Regions from separate parts of the Zea mays genome. Here region 1 is linked to region 2. A link is a contact called in public Hi-C data. All regions are on one chromosome and are shown on one strand. Each heading gives the region's core, a stretch centred on a gene start, on an enhancer-like site or on the middle of the called end of the contact. The rest is flanking DNA. Distances are from core to core; before and after follow the strand shown.

Region 1 (3,328 bases), core at 255-2,754, 340 kb after region 2:
CCTTCCTCTCCAGCGGCACAATGTCGGGGCAATGAATGGGCGGGGCAAAGAAGTGGCGCGTGCTTGATGGGGATGTTGTCTGCGGCTTGTTCGGGGCCACGCGGGGTATTGAGATTGGGGCGAACCGCGTGCGGGGGTTTATGCGTGGTTGTTCCACGGGCGTTTGCGGCTGGGGTGGGGTTAGCGAGGGCACGACGCGTGAGAGGTTATGCGTGGTTGTTCCGCGGGCGTAGGGAGGCGGCCGTTCTGCGCCATGGCTGGCTGCGTGGGAGCGGAATCCGCGGCGGTCGTGCAGAATCCGCGGCGGCCGTGCGGAAGCCATGGCTGGCGGCGCGCGTGGGAGGCAGTTGCTGGCGCGTGCGGGAGCGGCGGGTTGCTGGAGCGCGGGCGTTGCGGGAGCTGGCGCGTGCGAAAGCGGCGCGTTGCTGGAGCGCGGGCGTAGGGAGGCGGCCGAGCCGCGCCATGGCTGGCTGCGTGGGAGCGGAATTCGCGGCGGTCGTGCCGAATCCGTGGCGCGCGCGTGCGGAATCCATGGCTGGCGGCGTGCGCGGGAGGCAGTTGCTGGCGCGTGTGGGAGCTGGCGCGCGGGCGTTGCGGGAGCGGGGCAGTCTAGACTGCCCCCTTAATAGTTAGTAGAGATTATATTTTACTTCCCGTGCATAAAATGTCTCTAACCATTTTCCCTATGTATTTTCCTCTATGAATTATAACTCAGTTATTTAATATTTTGTATCAGTTTTTAAAATTCTAAAAAATCATATAGTATTTGTACTACCATGATACATGTTATTATCAGTTTTATGGAGCTTAAACATGATTAATACCATAAAAAATAATGTAATTAAAGTATATGGGGAAAATAGTGTCCAGCCTATATATGAGGGGAATTTTATCTCTCCTGATATACTGTATGATTTTTTAGGGTTTAGGGTCCTCGTGCTTTACTAAACTCTCTATCTGTCGTTGTGTGACGTGTAATTAACTGGACCGATTGGCTGAATTGACCGGTGTTGAGGCCGATGTGGTCTGTACTGACTCCATCCATCGGACTACGTGTAGTCGATACAGACGACATTAAAATCAGACTTTTAAGGCTTATTTGGTTACAAAAGAATTAAAAGAAAATTAGTTTATTTCTCTCTAGATCCCTCTCTAACCAAACAAGTCCAAGAAAGTTACTTCCATGAACGGATCAAATGCGACCAGTAAAAGAAGTGAGAGCACCCCTATACAGGCCTGCTTATTTTGACCTCGGATTAAACTAATCCACAACCTCGCAATGAGAATGAGATAGGTGGCGATGGCTTCATGGATTGGATAAATGCGTCGACGAAACATGGGGCGTGCGTCGCGGGTAGTGCAGACTGCAGAGAGGGGGCCGGAGGTATAAAATGAAGGCAAGGAGCGGAGAACATGAGGGCACCTTTTCCGGCGCCTTGTGCGTTAAGCTGCACAAGCACAACCACGCACACATGCACGCGCCGCGCGCCGGCTCTCGCTCGCTAGTAATAAACTCGTACTTGGCGGTAGCAGCGGTAAGCTTCCAAGAGGAAGATGCCAAGCTCGCCTATGAATCGCACGACGATGCACGGCTCCGTTTCAGCGACGGAATTGTATATGTTCGCTCAAAACAAGAAGCTTGCATCGGTACAGTACTGACTACTGAGACTTGCATTTAATTTGAAACAGTTTTTTTTTTTCCATCTGAGAGCTCGCATTAATTGGAATCTGGAATTTGGTGTGCGAATCTATGTACTTTCGTGTGTTTATAAACTGAGGGCCGCGCCCGCGCGCGTTTGAAACCACATCTACTGCAGTCTGTACTCTGTTGTACGTACTTAGTTATAAAATTTGGAGTCAACTTCAGTGGCCATAACGTCGCTCTTATTGTAGCTGTAACATGTCTTTGGACTGTTTTGGATGGCGGTGCGCTGCAACGAGCGGGCTTCGCAGGCACTCATATCCAGACAAGAGTGTTCCGTCATCTTCACGGAAAAGAAGGTCGGGGTCTCTGCATTTCTGCAATGCCACTGAGACCCATAAACCTCCATGAATGCCTGCAGCAGTGCACTAGTATAATTAGGGTACGTACCCCCAAGCAGTACAGCGGCCGGAATAGCAAACAAAAGTTTCAGCAGGTACCGGAAGCCATCAGGTCGTCAATTGAAGCAAAAGCATGGTTCAGAAGAACTTCACAAGTGCTTGCACAAGTGACCACAGTACATGTTTGTTTCGTTTTTTTTTTGTGATGGGCTTTTATGAGAATCTTGTTGTGGATAGAATTTGACTACGAAGAGAATCTGAGTATAATACGGTGCGGAGAAAGAGTAAGGGATCTATAGAGTTTAGGATCTAGAAAGTAATGAACTCCTATCGCGACGATTCGGTTAATTATGTGTTCACGTTGATCTTTGTCAGTTTTCACCAAAGCGATTCTCATAAAAACGGACTGAAATATTGTATGTTTGGCATTCCGCAGCAACTTCTGATGGCTAGAATCAGCAAATAAGATGAAACAAACGGACCCATACCCCATAGAAAGAGCTAGCGAAAACTGAATGATTCCTCCCCAATCAGCACACTAGTGACAGCAAATACACAATGAAACATATACTTGTTCCTCCCTGGAGTAACAAATCATTCGAAATGAGTACATTACATGATCGAATCTTTTTTACTTGATGAAGCATCCAACGTCCATGCCAAGCTGAAAGGAAAAAAAAAACAAGGAGAGCTTCTACTTCTACCAAAGCTACTCCTAGCTAAGATGAACGCGCGCAAAATGATGTAACCCTTCTGATTCAGCTTCCTTTCTCCTCGCTCGGAGCCCCGGCCCAATCTGCTGACGAACGAAACTGCCAAAAGCGCGGAGGAAGAAAAGAAGCAGAATCAGAAGCTTACGGCAGTCGTCGCGCGCCGCCATGCATCGCCGTCAACCGCACCTCCAATCTCATTCACCCTCTGACCGCCGCTTGCTTGTCTCTAGTCACTCGCGAAGATCACCGTACGTACCTCCAGCTCATCCGCCATGGCGCCATGCCTACACTCCAACGTACGCGCCATGCATGTCCCTGACTCCTGCTGGCCGATCTCGCGGGCCGGCCTTGCGTCATCTGTTGTGCAGTAGGTTGGAACCGGTGGGCACTTTCCTCTTGCTGTCCCCGAGCACGCTATCGGTAAGTGATGGCGCTGGAGCCATCGGCAGCGGGGCCGTCGTCACCACGAACGCCGACGTGCGGGCGGCGTCGACGGCCGTGAAGACAGTGGAGCCGAGGAAGGAGGAGTGGACGAGGACGGAGATGAGCAGCCACGGCCCGACCATCCCGCA
Region 2 (3,075 bases), core at 140-2,639:
CCTTGTTGAATATGGATTTGGGCTTCCCACGGATACGACATTGGGAATGCTCTTAAGACTCTTCAAGAAAAACAAGTTGGTCACTCCAAGTACCATCGGCGGGAACACCTCGCCTTCCGCAAGCACATTCAAGCGAGCAAAATCGGGATCATGGATGGTGAAGTATGGCCTGAAGTCGACACTATACAAAAGCGGAGCAACAAGGCTAACAAGCGCAGACACAGCCTCTGAGCACTGAGCTGGGGACGGCGCAACAACCAGAATGGGCTCACCAACCACCATGAGCTCCCAGAGGGTCCATAGGTGGAGGAGTAAGCCACGGAATGCGGCAAACAGATCAGCATCATGGAAGAGTCCGTACGGCACCGAGGGGTTGGCGGGCAGCAGCGCAGGCGGTGGGCCAGGATCGTCAGCCGCAGGCGGGAGGTGCACGCGCAGCGCGGCACTGCCAATTGGAAGCTCCATTGGGTGCCCTGGCGCCGGCGCCGGCCACACGGCAACGTGCGACGCCACCATGGCCAGTGCGGAAGGGCCGACGTCAAAGCAGAGCGGGCCGAGGATCTGCAGCAGCAGGCGGAAGAGCGAGGAGTAGGGGGCGTGGGAGAGGATGACTACGGACTTCTGCTCGCCGCCGCGGGGGAGGCGCTCGTCCTGGCGCTGGCGGTTGAAAACGAAGCCGTAGAGGAAGGCGCGGCGTGGGGAGGACGGGTCGGGGATGCGGAAGGAGAAGAGCGAGTCGTGGACGGAGGAGCGGTGGCGCGGGAGGTGGTGAGACATGGAGTCCGGGAAGGACGAGAAGGCGACGAGGCGGTCGAGGCCGCTGCCGGGCGCCGTCAGCGCGTCGGGAGGGAAGCAGGCCTCCACCAGCTGCCCGCGCTCCAGGTCGAACCGGATGACACAGAAGGCCCGCACCCACCGCGACAGCGCCGCGGGATCGGGGGGCGGCGACGCCGCCGCGGCGTCCTCGTTCGCCCCGCCGCCCCGCAGCGAGACGGACGGGATCCGGTTCATCCCCGCGGCCCTTGGGGGAAGTGAAAAAATTGGGGATTCAGAGAGCCGCGGCCACGGCAGAATTGGGGTTGGACTCGAGGGGCGGACGCCGCGACGGTCGTCAGCGCGGAGGCGCGGAAGGGGTAGGGAGAGGCTCCGGCCGGATCGGGCGGTCGTGATGTCGGCCGGGAGGGCGAATGGTTCGGTGTTTTCTCGCTGGCGGCTTGGCGGGCGTGCGCTGGCGGCTGGTACCGTGGTGCGTGCCTGCAGCCGGCGTGGTGGGTGTGGGTGTGAGCGTTGCAGCCGAGCGGGATGGATCAGTGTGTGTCCCGTCCGGCGGATCAGGAGTTGAGGCTGATTGAGGGAAGTTGATGCATCGGTGCCTTTGCCTAGAGCCCGAGTGCCCGACCTGTGTACATGTCCAAACGTGCCGCCCGGCCCAGGCACGTACTCGGCCCGGCCCAATTGAGGCGTGCCTGGCACGGTATGGATAGACTTCGGGTCGTGCCGGGCTTACCCGGCGTGCCGGACCCTCGGCCCAGGCACGGCCCGATAGGCATTCGGGCGGGCCGGGCCGTACCATTGTACTGGTCAGCCCAGTGGTACAAGGCCGGGCCTGGCCCGAAAATCACAGAAAATCACATATATAATTATATAACAGAATTTACAACAAACACAAAAAACGACACAAAAAATATATTATTGAGCTGTTGTGCAATGCTGCCTCATTAAAAACCTTTCTAGGTAAAAACTCACACCTCGTGAGAAAACCCTAGGAAGGAAAAAAGAGTACAGCCAGCTCAAATTTATAATGTTCATAGTTCAATACAACAAGTCACAAGAGATAGAGACAAAGGATAAGATTACAAGTTACAATAATTCACTCTTGAGCCCTTGACTAACTTCCCTGTTGTCCTCCATCATTGTTTAAGCTTTCAAGGACAGATTCTATTTCTAGTGTGTCCTTCTCAAGATTGCGTTGCATGTGTAAATCTGCTAACTCCCAGTCTTTGATGCATGATAGAACCTCCACCATGTCCGGTGTGAGCCGTCGACGACGTTCCTCGATCATCCTGCCAACCAAACTAAAAGTAGATTCTGAAGATATAGTAGAAGCAGGAACTGTCATGACATCCTTAGCTAGTATAGATAGAATAGGGTAAGTAAGTTTATGCCCATGCCACCAACCCAGAATGCTGAAACTGTCATCAAATTGATTGACAGTATCACTATCAAGGTATGCAGACAGCTCAGACTGAGCAGTAGTAGGCCACGAAGAATTAGATGCAACATTACTACCAGAACCAGATCTCCTACCACTACCAATATCATCATCACCATATATGTCATCCCAGGCAGATTTGTTCTTACCCTCAGTTGTGGATGATGGTTCATGTACACGTAAGCGCACATCACCAAACTTTGTGTCATAAATCTGATAAAGTTTAGTTAACCCTTTCCTCACATCCCGAGGAAGTCTAGAATAATCTGTACCAGTAAAAGCTGATAGGCGCTGTAGTGCTTTATGAAAACCTCTCATCTTAGCTCTAGGATCTAGTATGAAAGCAAAAGCATATAGAATGGGTATATCTCTCCAATATTTGAAATATTTATCTTTCATATGAACAACAACTTGCCTCAGTAGTGTATCATTTTCAAAAGCATTCAAGTGTCTAGCAATTTTAAGTATTTGATGCAACATTAATGGAGCAGTTGGGTAATAAACACCAGACAAAATAACAGTAGAATCATAGAACAATTGAAGAAATGATAACAGTTTCTCAGCAACATACCAGTGGTTGTTAGTTAATAAAGGGGTACCATCAGATGACAAAGTATAATTAGTTTGGATGAAGACAGAAAATGTGCTTCTGTGTGGCATAAGGTGTTTCAGCATTAAAAAAGTTGAGTTCCACCTAACATCCATATCCACACCAAACTTTCTAGGACAAATACCCATACTTAAACAGTAACTCTTGTATGCAGCAATTCTTTGGTTTGATGAATTCAAAAAGTTTATGGCAGTTCTAAAGTCCTCAAGATAATGTTTTACTCTTTTCAAACCTGACTTTACTATTAGATTAA

What was found. A called contact is a pair of places that touch in the nucleus more often than the background predicts.
Region 1: a Hi-C map of ear shows a contact between it and region 2, with 1.7 times the contacts expected there. The contact joins the enhancer-like site here to the promoter of LOC103633980 in region 2. A contact is called at or near these places in 2 of 25 Hi-C or Micro-C datasets (ear and leaf).

The regions. Positions count from the first base shown.
Region 1 is chr1:36,840,222-36,843,549 of Zm-B73-REFERENCE-NAM-5.0, forward strand. No RefSeq gene overlaps it. Among protein-coding and RNA genes, the nearest start is that of LOC103644556, 4.1 kb to the left of the region's middle. Within about 2 kb of position 1,505, at least 11 of the 20 cell types and tissues checked have an H3K27ac peak or open chromatin away from gene starts, as enhancers often do. A contact at or near this core is called in ear and leaf, where this site is marked.
Region 2 is chr1:36,500,696-36,503,770 of Zm-B73-REFERENCE-NAM-5.0, forward strand. LOC103633980 (protein DENND6B) reads right to left here and starts at 1,390. Exons shown (of 3, transcript XM_008655627.4): 1 at 1-1,390. The coding sequence starts at 1,011.